Regions from separate parts of the Mus musculus genome. Here region 1 is linked to region 2. The links are chromatin contacts, called in public promoter capture Hi-C maps. All regions are on one chromosome and are shown on one strand. The core of a region is the stretch at or near the end of the contact, and the rest is flanking DNA. Distances in the headings are between cores, read along the strand shown. Region 1 overlaps Tead1 (TEA domain family member 1). Region 2 holds the start of Gm24154 (a small nucleolar RNA gene).

The links. Capture Hi-C pulls out chosen DNA fragments and counts their contacts.
Region 1: a contact with region 2 is called in a promoter capture Hi-C map of adipose tissue. The contact joins two enhancer-like sites. A contact is called at or near these places in 1 of 15 datasets of contacts at CTCF or cohesin (the NIH/3T3 cell line), 2 of 484 Hi-C or Micro-C datasets (both in embryonic stem cells), 3 of 115 datasets of contacts at active chromatin or transcription factors (embryonic fibroblasts and embryonic stem cells) and 2 of 9 other capture datasets (adipose tissue and pancreatic islet).

The regions. Positions count from the first base shown.
Region 1 is chr7:112,685,809-112,691,321 of GRCm38.p6, forward strand. The region is part of intron 1 of Tead1 (TEA domain family member 1); the gene reads left to right. Among named protein-coding and RNA genes, the nearest start is that of Tead1, 9.2 kb to the left of the region's middle. Within about 2 kb of position 3,308, at least 49 of the 459 cell types and tissues checked have an H3K27ac peak or open chromatin away from gene starts, as enhancers often do. A contact at or near this core is called in adipose tissue, where this site is marked.
Region 2 is chr7:112,617,747-112,622,894 of GRCm38.p6, forward strand. Gm24154 (a small nucleolar RNA gene) reads right to left here and starts at 479; the gene lies at 350-479. Within about 2 kb of position 3,320, at least 28 of the 459 cell types and tissues checked have an H3K27ac peak or open chromatin away from gene starts, as enhancers often do. A contact at or near this core is called in adipose tissue, where this site is marked.

The DNA of each region.
Region 1 (5,513 bases), core at 2,058-4,557, 68 kb after region 2:
TCTGCTTTTGCTTTATGTACTAATGAGATAACATGGCTGATATTTCTAGTGTGTTGAAAGGTTTCTGTTAGTCATGCTGAAAACTTCCCTAATTTTCTTTCACCTTCATCACGAAGTGCAGAAATGAATGACATGTATGTCTGGAAAGGGCCAGGGATTTGGAGACAGGAAGCAGCTTATTTTCTTAACCAGGAATTATTAAGGAATGCCTCTAGAATATCATTTAGGTGTCCGGCAAAGCTGAATGCAAGTTGGAATCACCCCATTGGTGAGCTTGCTGGGGCTGCAGGGCTCTGTGCACACATGACATGGTTTAGGATGTTTGGCCCTGCACATGACCACTGAGTTACCAGCTGCTGAGCAGATGTTTTTGCCTCAGTTACACATGCCTGGGAAGTTACGGTGAGACCCTTTTCCCATCACCTCCCCACCTGTGTGCACCCCTACCCTTCAGGTCCCTCACCTGTTTTTGAATTTTGACATTTGGATTTGTAATTGAGGGCACACAGACCCACTTAGAGGCTGATTTCTGCTTCATACATTGGTCAGACTCTACTTGTGCCGTAGAGCCTGAAGGGCTGGGTTCCTCAGAAGCCTGAGAACCTAGCAGACCTCTGAAGACATCTCCTCCCGAGAGGGGACTGTGTCTTTGCTTTTCTTTTCACCCTGTGATAGAGTCAGGGTGAGTGCTTCCTCAGTTATCTGTGCCTAGGAATTTAGAGGAATCTTTCTGGAATTAAAAAACAAGGTACACAAAGACCTTTAAAGAAATATTTATTACTATTGATTGTGTGTGTGCTCGCCATCTTACTGGCCCATCTTTTTGTACGAAAGACAGGCCTCTCTGTGTCTGGCATCCCCAACTCCCCTGGAGAGGCCGGTAGTTGTTAGTTGTTTCCAGATGTGATTTCTAGGGCGTAGAGCAGAGTTCTGCTCTGGCTGCCGAGGTCCTGCGCTGAGTGGGATATGCTCTAGAGCCCCTCCTGTGCATTTGAGCACTGAGGGGTCAGGAGAAAGCCCAAGGGTAGCTCTGCTTCAGACTTGCAGGGCCCACGGTGCTCATCATCCGGTCCTCACTCGGGCATCCTGATGCTCTTGGTCTGCTTGCAACTGTGTATTTAACTGTGTATTTAAACAGTGACAGCAACTTGGCGATGGGAAGACAGCTAGTGAGCAGACTCTGGGCCCTCCTAGGCAGATATGGAGAGGTAGTGAGAAGCCAGTGGGGAAGGTGTGTGTATTGAATTTCCTGAGTTCTAAAGGACAAATCTTTATTTTCTTTTCACTTTTGTGGTATTAAACATCAAGGCTCCCCCTCCCGCCCCCATTCTCTCTTTTTTTTCTCATACCTCCATTAAGTTGCATCCTCAGCCCAAGAGTTTTTTTTTTTTTTTTTTTTTTTTTTTTTTTTTTTTAATCTTTCTTATTTCATGCATCCCAGGCTCTGTAACCTGAGGATGGCTTTGAACTGACCGTCCTGTTCCCACCTCCTGAGTGCTGGGATTATGGGCAGGTGTCACCATGCCGGGTTTATGTGGTGTTGACACCAGAACCCTGGGTTTACTGTTGAGTTGTAGGCATTCTACCAGCTGAGCTATACGTCCCCAGCTGGCTTGAGTGTTTTGTAAGTTGGGATGTGTGTGAAAGGGAGAATCTTGTGACTGGCCATGCGGTGGTTCTGATCGTCCACTTGATTTCAGATACTTTTCAGAGCCTTTAGATTGCATGTAGTTTGTCCTGAGACAAGTCAGTAGCAAACGTACCTCAGAATGTCATCTCATCAGGAGTGAGGTTGTGTGGAGTTTGGTTATTCTAGGTTGTCTTGGCTAATATGACATTGGGCAGATCATCTTCTGTCCTTGGGCTTTGGTATCTTCACCAGGAAGTTTCCTCTCCTCTCCCATCCTTGCCCCCACCCCCTCCTTTTAGGGCAGGGTGTTTAGTACAGCCCAAGTCATGCTGGAATTCATGACCCTCAGCTCTTGGGATGCTTGCCCGCCTTCCTATCTGTAAATCTGTAGAGAAGGTTCCCTGGGTAATAACCAATTGTGAAGTGCTCACTGGAGTCTTAACTTAGATCAGACTTTCTAGGGACTGCCTGGGGGGGGGGGGTCGGTTAGCCTGCAGGATGGCTCCTCGAAAACCAGGGAAATCCAGGCAAGGCTTACAGTACTCGGAGGAATCCATCAGTAAATGTATGATAGTTGGACTTACCTTTGCAAAGTAGTAATAAAGAATGAGATGAAAATTTTTCAGGAAATAATAGGTAATTTATATCCTTCCAAAAGAAAGGCCTTTTGTGGCTTCCTTCCTGATTCTGAGCTTGGTGTCTATAAATTCTTTTGGTGATTGTTGGAAGGGGCTTGGGGAGGCAGTGCAAACGGCTTGGACCTGGGAGGTGGAGAGGGAAGGTCATACACAGCTCATGCCTAACATCACTGTTCTCCTTGTAACTTTAGTTTTTATTAAAGTAGCTGTGGCTGACTTGAACCTCATTATGTAGACCAGGCTAGCCTCAAACTCTTGCCTCCCCACGTCTGGCCTTCTTCAAAACTCTGAGACTACTTAAGGCAGGCTGCCTTCCATTTCCTCACCTGGAAAATGGGGCTAAACGTTGGAGTGATGTGTCGGCTGCTCTTGGGCAGGCTGCAGGAGTGGCTCTCAGCTCCCTGGCCTCTGTGCTCCCAAAGAAGGCAGACTGTACAGTTGGTCTTTGCTCCTCTAAGCCTCCCTTTTTCTGGATCAGGTACATTTCACATGCTAATTCAGGTGCTTGTGGGGGGTGGGGCGCAGCTTTTTTTTTCTCTGTTTATTTTCTATTTACATATTTAAGGGGACAGGACTTTTGTTAGCCTAAGTGATGAATGTCTAATTCCAGGTATTTCCTGGATAACTGAGCCCACTCACTCCGGGAAGCCAAATCGCCTGTTGAGTTGTTTTTTTATTCCTTTGAATCCTTTCACAATTTCATGTGCGTAGTTTTGGAAGTCAGCTGTTCTAACTGATCCTGGTCTGCCCAGGTTCTCAGCTACAGCTCAGGGTGTGTCATCGACCCTGAGTTTTTAGGTCACTCTGGCTGAACAGGCTGAGCAGTTACCGATTGCTCTGTGGGAGCCTGAGCCAGGGACCACCTGCATTTTATCGGCTTCCTGTCCTTATCTCTTAAGAAGCCATGCGTGGCAGGGTGTGCTGCTCAGTCAGGTTTCCCAATCTGAAAAAGTTAAAACTAAAAAGGTTTCAACATTTTAGGAGGAGAGTGGTGGGGCTGGAAGGAGGCCTTCAGGGACAGCAAGATTTCAAAACCCGACAGTGCCCTCTTCCCGGCTTTCTTGAACACAGTGTGTTGTATACTCCCAGGTTTTACAGTGTGTGAATTGTGTGTTCAAACCAATGAACCCAGGATGTAGTCACTGCTCTGACTGCCCTCTGTTGCACCCCTGCCATGTCCCTTGAGTTTTGGTGGTGGTTCAAGCAGTTAGTATTTAGACCCAATGAAAGGAGCTTATGTCAGTTTGCTGGGTTTAGTGAAGAAGGGACAAGAAGACCCAGAAAGATCCTTTTAAGCATAGGCCTTCAACCTTTCTAATGCTACAACCTGTTAATGCAGTTCCAACCATAATATTATTTTGTTGCTACTTTATAACTGTAGTTTTGCTACTGTTATGAGTTATAATGTAAATATGTGATATGTAACTACAAAGGGGACTTGACCCATACATAGGTTGAGAGCTTTTATTGTGTTGAGTATAGCCCAGTAGTAGTCCTGACCTAGCATGTACTAAAGACCTGGGTTCTTCTTAGTGTATTCTTAGTCCTGCGAGTCAGAAACCGGCAGATCTCTGAGTTCCAAGCCAACCGGAGCTATAAAATGAGACGGTGTCTCAAAACAAAGTGTAGGAAATCTTTCACTTACTAAGTGCTAGTAAGGTTGAGTTTTTGGCTCCCAAATGATGAATGCCTTATAGTTACTGGTTAGATGTACTTTTTTCTTTTGTGTTTGAGACAGGGTCTTATGTAGCCCAGGGAGGCATCAACCTTGCTTACTGTATTGCCAAGGATAACCTGGAGCCTCCCATCCTCCTGCCTTCACCTTGTGTGTTTCCATCGAGAACAGCGAATTGTGCTTGCTAGGGAAGCGCTCTTGTCAGCTGCTCTCAAGCTTGATGGCATCTAGTGAAATGACATCATGAAGGATCAAGTAGAAGATGAAGTCACCTCTGGATAGCACACGGGCAGCTTGCCTATTACCACGTCCAGTTTGTCAATTGTAAGGTGGTGGGGGAAGGCTGTCTAAGTCATTTTAATTGATAGCTGAGCTTTCAACCTCTGCACTCTCCTGTTTTCCTATCGTTCACGGGGCTCTTCTTGCTCCCACATCCTCCAGTCCCATCCTGATTGTCTTAACGATGTGGCCTCTGTTTCAAACTTCTGCTCAGTGTGGCTTGTCCTGGCACCCTGTTTTCCTTTCAGAATACCTCAGTGCATAAGGGATGTGGGAGATAGCATTTCTAATGAGAGACTGGCCAACTCCCTGTTACTAGGTAGAAAGAACAGTGTCTGGAAAGGAAGCTTGAGTGGCTTTGCAATATGCTTTGTTGTGTGTGTTTCAGATCTTCTCTTGGAGCTTGTAGTCCTGTGGAAAAGGAAGGAGTAGGGGTCCTGAGGCATTCAGTGCCCTCTTTAGTTCTTAGGAAGATGGGAGTAGTGTCCTACACATGGGTGGAGAAAATGGGGTGGAGCCTGAGGAATGTTTGGAAGAAATCTTTGCCCCAACCCAAAAGTCAGTATGAATCATTTGGTGCTAGTGGGTGTCTGAGACAGGGTCTCACTGTATATAGCTTGACTGGCTTGGAACTCACTCTGCCTCTGGAGTACTGGGATTAAAGGCGTCGGCCACCCCGCCCAGCAATGCTGGGGCTTATCTGGGTGTGTTGCCTTAATGTTTATTCAGTTCAGTGTCTTTGGGGTTCGAGGGAGACTGGAGCCTCTGGATTTGGTCTTTGAGCCCAGGAGCTCAAATCTGTGGTGCTGGTGGTAGAGGGCATTGAAGGTACTCAGTGAGTTTGAGGCTCGGTCCCTCAGCTCCCTGGTGGTGTAGGGAGCTTTGGTTGGGAAGCCTCTGCCATTGGTTTTTCTGTGGCCTCAGGCTTGTTCTGGGGATGGGACTCAGGGCCTCACATGGGCCAGACGAGCTCTCTAACATGCTGCCAGCCAGCTACAGGGCTTTAGATCTGGGGTGATGTTGGGGTGTCTGCCTCTGGATCTGCCTGAATGTGTGTGTGAGATGAATCTGGGAGCCCACACTTCTAAGGCCAGTTCACTCCTCATCCATTCTAGTTGTGATAATCAGTGGGCTTCCCAGTGGGAATTTGGGTAGGAAAGGGAGGTAAATTCTTTTTTAAGCCAATTCTTAAAACACCAGCCATTCAAATGTAAAAACTTCATTTGTGATTGAGACCTGTGAAGGAGCTCCGAGAGGTTTAGTGAGCCTCCCAAGGTCACACAGTCAGTTC
Region 2 (5,148 bases), core at 2,070-4,569:
GTTTCATACATGCTAAGTAAGCACTCTAACCATTGAGCCTCAATACCAGTCCAGTTTAGCAGGTGAAGTTTCTGATAAAACCTCGGGAGTGAAGCATTGTAATTTTGGTGCAGAAACTCCCTGACTTACGTGTGGTACAGAATAAGACAGAGCCTTTAGTGACAAAAAGACATCCAGATTAAAAAAAACAAACAAACAAACAAACAAAAAACCCTGAAAACTCTAAGCCTACAATCTCAGGCAGGGTTCCTCTATTCTCCAATCTCCAGCTTGTTCCCCAGCCTGGGAACCTGTTAGGATCCTGCCTGGTACTAGACTGGTGGTCATCTCAGGCTTGCTTTTTTCAGCGATTATTAGGCTACTGATCATTCAGATGTTCATAGGTCAGAACACTGACATATAGACATAACCTCTCCTCTCTGCCACCTACTGATGCACATATGACAAGAAGCCACACCTGCAGTGGCTCTAGGGGCAGGTGACAGAGACTCTCTTAATTTTATTTACTTATTTGTTTGCTTGTGCATTTATTATTTATTTATTTTGGTTCTTCAAGATAAGGTTTCTCTTTGTAGCCCTGGCTATCCTAGAACTCCAGCTGTACACCAGGCTGGCCTTGAACTCACAAAGATCCAATTGCCTCTGCCTCTGGGATTAAAGGTGAGCACCCCACTCTGCTAATGATTAAGGAAGAATCTCAGTATCAGCCTTGAGCTTAAGCAGACACAGATAAATATGTGTGTGTGTGTACTCACACTTGCATACACACACAGGCAAACATGTAAGCATGCACGCACACCACACAGAAGGCACATGCAAAAATGTAAACTCATGAATATGGAATATGTGACTAATGAGGATAAACTACACTTAGAGCCATACCTCACATTGTATCTCAGGATGGATGCTAGAAGATTGGATCTGGAAATATAGAACAAAATAATAATAAAGAAGCAGAGAAAACCATAGAGAAATTTCTTTATGACCTTAAAATGAAGAAGACTTTTAATTTTAAAAGATCTAAAACCCACAAATAAATATGGTAAATTTGACTTCTGGGAAACTGAATAAATAAATACTTGAGGCAAAAAAAAAAAAAAACCTATTATAGCTGAAGTCAAATTTAATTTATCAAGTTGTCAAAATAACGGAAGATAATAAGAAATAAGAAAAATGTTTCCAACTTATTTGAGAGCAGAAGGATAATACCCTTCAATATAAAATGTCTTATGGGCTGGAAGATGGCTCAGCTGTCCTTTGGTTCTTATACCCACACTGGGTAGCTCTCAACCACCTATACGTCCAGATTCAAGGGTTCTGAAGCCTCTGACTGCTACAGGCACTTGCACTTATGTGCACATACCAACGCATAGACACATACCAACACACAGACAGACACACACACTTAAAATGATAAAAATACATATCTAAAAACTCAACCTCATCTTGGTCGTTCTCCCAGCCCCAACAGACTTGTAAGAAGTCAAGGATGCATAGAATGTCAGTGCACTAGGGTTACTACCTTAAGAGAAACTCCCTGGGCCAGGCGTGGTGGCACACGCCTTTAATCCCAGCACTCGGGAGGCAGAGGTAGGCAGATTTCTGAGTTCGAGGCCAGCCTGGTCTACAAAGTGAGCTCCAGGACAGCCAGGGCTATACAGAGAAACCCTGTCTCGAAAACACCAAAAAGAGAGAGAGAGAGAGAGAGAGAGAGAGAGAGAGAGAGAGAGAGAAAGAGAGAAACTCCCTGGTCAGTGCCAGGCTGTTTACTTTCTACTGGCTGCAGCCTTTGGTGAAGGGCTCCCTCTCTCATTCTCCTTGTCCTGCAGTTCTAAAGGCTGGGGGGAGGTTCCATGGTGAAGTGTATTGGCTACTCTTATAGAGAACCTGGTTCCGATTCCCAGCACCCATGTGGAGGTTCATAACTGCCTAACTCCAGGTCCAGAGGAACTGATGCTTTTTCTGACCTCTGTGGGCTCCTACATACACCCAGCACACATGCATGCACACACACGCACACACATGCTCATCCACATGCACATAAAATAAACATTTGTCTTCAAAAGAAGTTGTTGTATAGATCCAAACTGTGTCTAAAAGTCACATGTACACAAGAAAAATGTCTTTGAATGTGGAACCATTCATGTGGTTGTGGCGTTTCATTATAGAATAAGCTCAGAAGCAGGGTTGGCACACTAAAGCCAAATCTGCTCCACCAATAAAAGTTGGTAAGAACCCAGTCACATCAATGCCTCCACATTTGCTTAGGGTCACTTCCATGCAGCAGAGACCATGTGGAATGCAAAGCCAAAGACACTATCTAAAAAAAATTGCTGAGTCCCAGCCAGACTTGCTGCCACCCAAGCCATGGAGTCTTCGGTATCTGATAGTAGGGGGCAGGGGCCATCCCTCTCCTTCCCGGGATGAAAGAATTGGATCGCCACCCAAGAAAGATACTGAGAGACATTAACATCAAGAGACAACTGTAGGCTGGAATGTGGTTCAGCTGATAGACCATTTCCTTAACAAATACAAGGCTCTAGGTTCAATTCCCCAGTACTGTATAAACTGAACCTTGTGTTTAATGACAGTAATCCCAGCATGAAGGAGGAGGGGAGGCAGAAGGATCAGCAGTTCCTGGTTATCCTCACCTACATAGTGAGTTTCAGATCAACCCAAGTTACCTGAGACCCTCCCTCCCCTCAGAGAGGGGGAAGGAGAAAGATGTGGGAAAAGGAGAGGGAGTGGGAGGGCGAAGGAGGTATGTGGGAGGGGGGACGACGGAAGACACAGACTCAGAGAGAGAAAGTGGAGGGAAAGAGAAAGAGAAACTGCATGTGGGAGGGGGGACGACGGAAGACACAGACTCAGAGAAAGAAAGAGAGGGAAAGAGAAAGAGAAACTGCATGCTTATCTTCATGCATATTTGCAGTGACCGCAAGTATCATTCCTCTCGATGGTTTCTCAATATTGGAAACACACTTGATGTGGGCCGTTTTTGCAACTGCTGTCAATCTCCCATTATATTTAGCAGTGAAACCAAATGTACCCTCTGAAGAAGTTCATTATCGCATAAGGCAGCCAGATTTCTGAAGCACGGTGTCTGCTTCCTTACATCTTTCTCACACTGTGGGATTTCCATCCCTTACGATGCATCCCGCACAGAGCTGGCACCGGAAACAGCCGTATTTCAGCGATTCTGTCTGTTTGCACTACTGCGCCGTGCTTGTGTTTGGTGAAGCCAAGCCTCAGAGCGCGGCTAAAAGCTCTCAGTAGAAACAGAGACACACTCATCTGGAAGAAGAGTCAAGTTCTGTAGGAGCGTGGCCTGGAGCATTTCCAGCCCAGTGGTTGGGAAAGAGAGTGCCCACCCACTGCACACCCTGAGCAGGCCTTGGCTCTGTGACCAGCCTCGTTACCTCACCACGGTGGGAATATGGACTAAGAAACAATTTACATACAGGACCGATGAAGCGGAGCAAAGGGGAAAGGTTGTTTTAGGGTATTTTTTGATTTTGTTTTTTAATTAATTTTTAAATTAGCATACAAAGTGATGGGTTTCATTATAGTATCCTTACATAGATAGCATAGATGTCACTATCTTGTTGTCAGCTGCTTCCCGTTCCTCACGTTGCTCCCCATCCCCCGCAGCTGGTTTCCTTCTTTCCCCCAGATAGTCCCCTTTCTGCCGTCTTATATGTGTTCCAATATCTTATCTCTCACCTCCCTTAAAATCTCTTCCTTACCTCTTGTGCTGGCTTCATCACCTACACACACACACACACACACACACACACAGACACACACACACACACACACTGGCATATGCACACACACACACACACACACTGGCACATGCACACACACCCCAATTTTAATTCAAGGTTCTGCACATAAGGGAAAACATGTGGTATTTATCTTTCTGCAGTCAGGCTTATTTCATTTAACCTAATAATCTCCAGTTGCATCCATTTGACTACAAATGTCACGATTTCATTTTCTTTATGGCTACATAAAATTCCATTCTGTGCATGTACCACGTTTTCTCTTTTAGGTTTATTACGCATGTTTGCCTGCCTGTGTGTATATATACCATGAGAGGGCATGGGCTCCCCTGGAACTGGACTTATAAATGGTTGTGAGCCATCATGTGGGTGCAGGGAACTGAACCTGGGTCCTTTGCAGCCAAAACAAGTACTCTTAACTGAGCCATCCACCCGTCTCTCCAGAACTGGCATCAGAGTCTCTTTATTCACTCGTCTGTTGGTGGACATCTAGGTTGGTTTGATTTTGGCTATTATGACACAGATGTGCAAGCATCGCTGTGGCCTGTTGACAGAGATGCTTCAGATCGATCCCCGGGAGAGGTTTCGCTGGGACATATGGTGCTTCTCTGTGTTTAGCTTTTTGGGAAATCTACCACTGATGTCTATAATGACTGTGCCAGGTTAAATTCTCCTGGGTCCACCTGCCTTTGTAGCATGGTTTTTGTTTTGTTTTTTTCTTTCTTCCTTCCTTTCTTTCTCCCTTCCTTCCTTCCTTCCTTCCTTCCTTCCTTCCTTCCTTCCTTCCTTCCTTCCTCTCCCTCTCCCTTTCCCCCCCTCTCTCTTTTTGACACAAGTCTCACTTTATAGCCCTGGCTGTCCTGAAACTCCCTATGTAGACCAGGCTGGCTCACAGAGATCTCTCTGTCAGTGTTTCCTTGATGCTAGTCATTCTGCTTGAGGTGAGATAGAACCTCGAAACAATCATAATTTGCATTTCCCAGATGGCTAAGAAGGTTGAACTTCAATTTTTTTAAAAAAAGTCTATATCAGCAATTTGCTTTTCTACTTTTGTTAAGGCCGCTTAGGAGATGACATTTCTTCCTGCAGATTCCACACACCTGCAGGGGGACGTTCATGACCCCAGGTAAGCAGTCCCACTTGGAATACCTTTACATGTTATTTAAACAAGATATGGTGGGAAACTAAATAGGGCTTTAATAGCCCTAATAGATAGGGCTTCTAAACTCTGGAAGCCCTGAGAGATTGTACCTTCTAGCAGAAGTAAAGTCCTTATATAACGGTCTCCAGGCAATTCCCACCCCAGTCAGCACAGATGATAACATCCGGATCAACCTCACCACGAACACCCCCTGTTAGACTG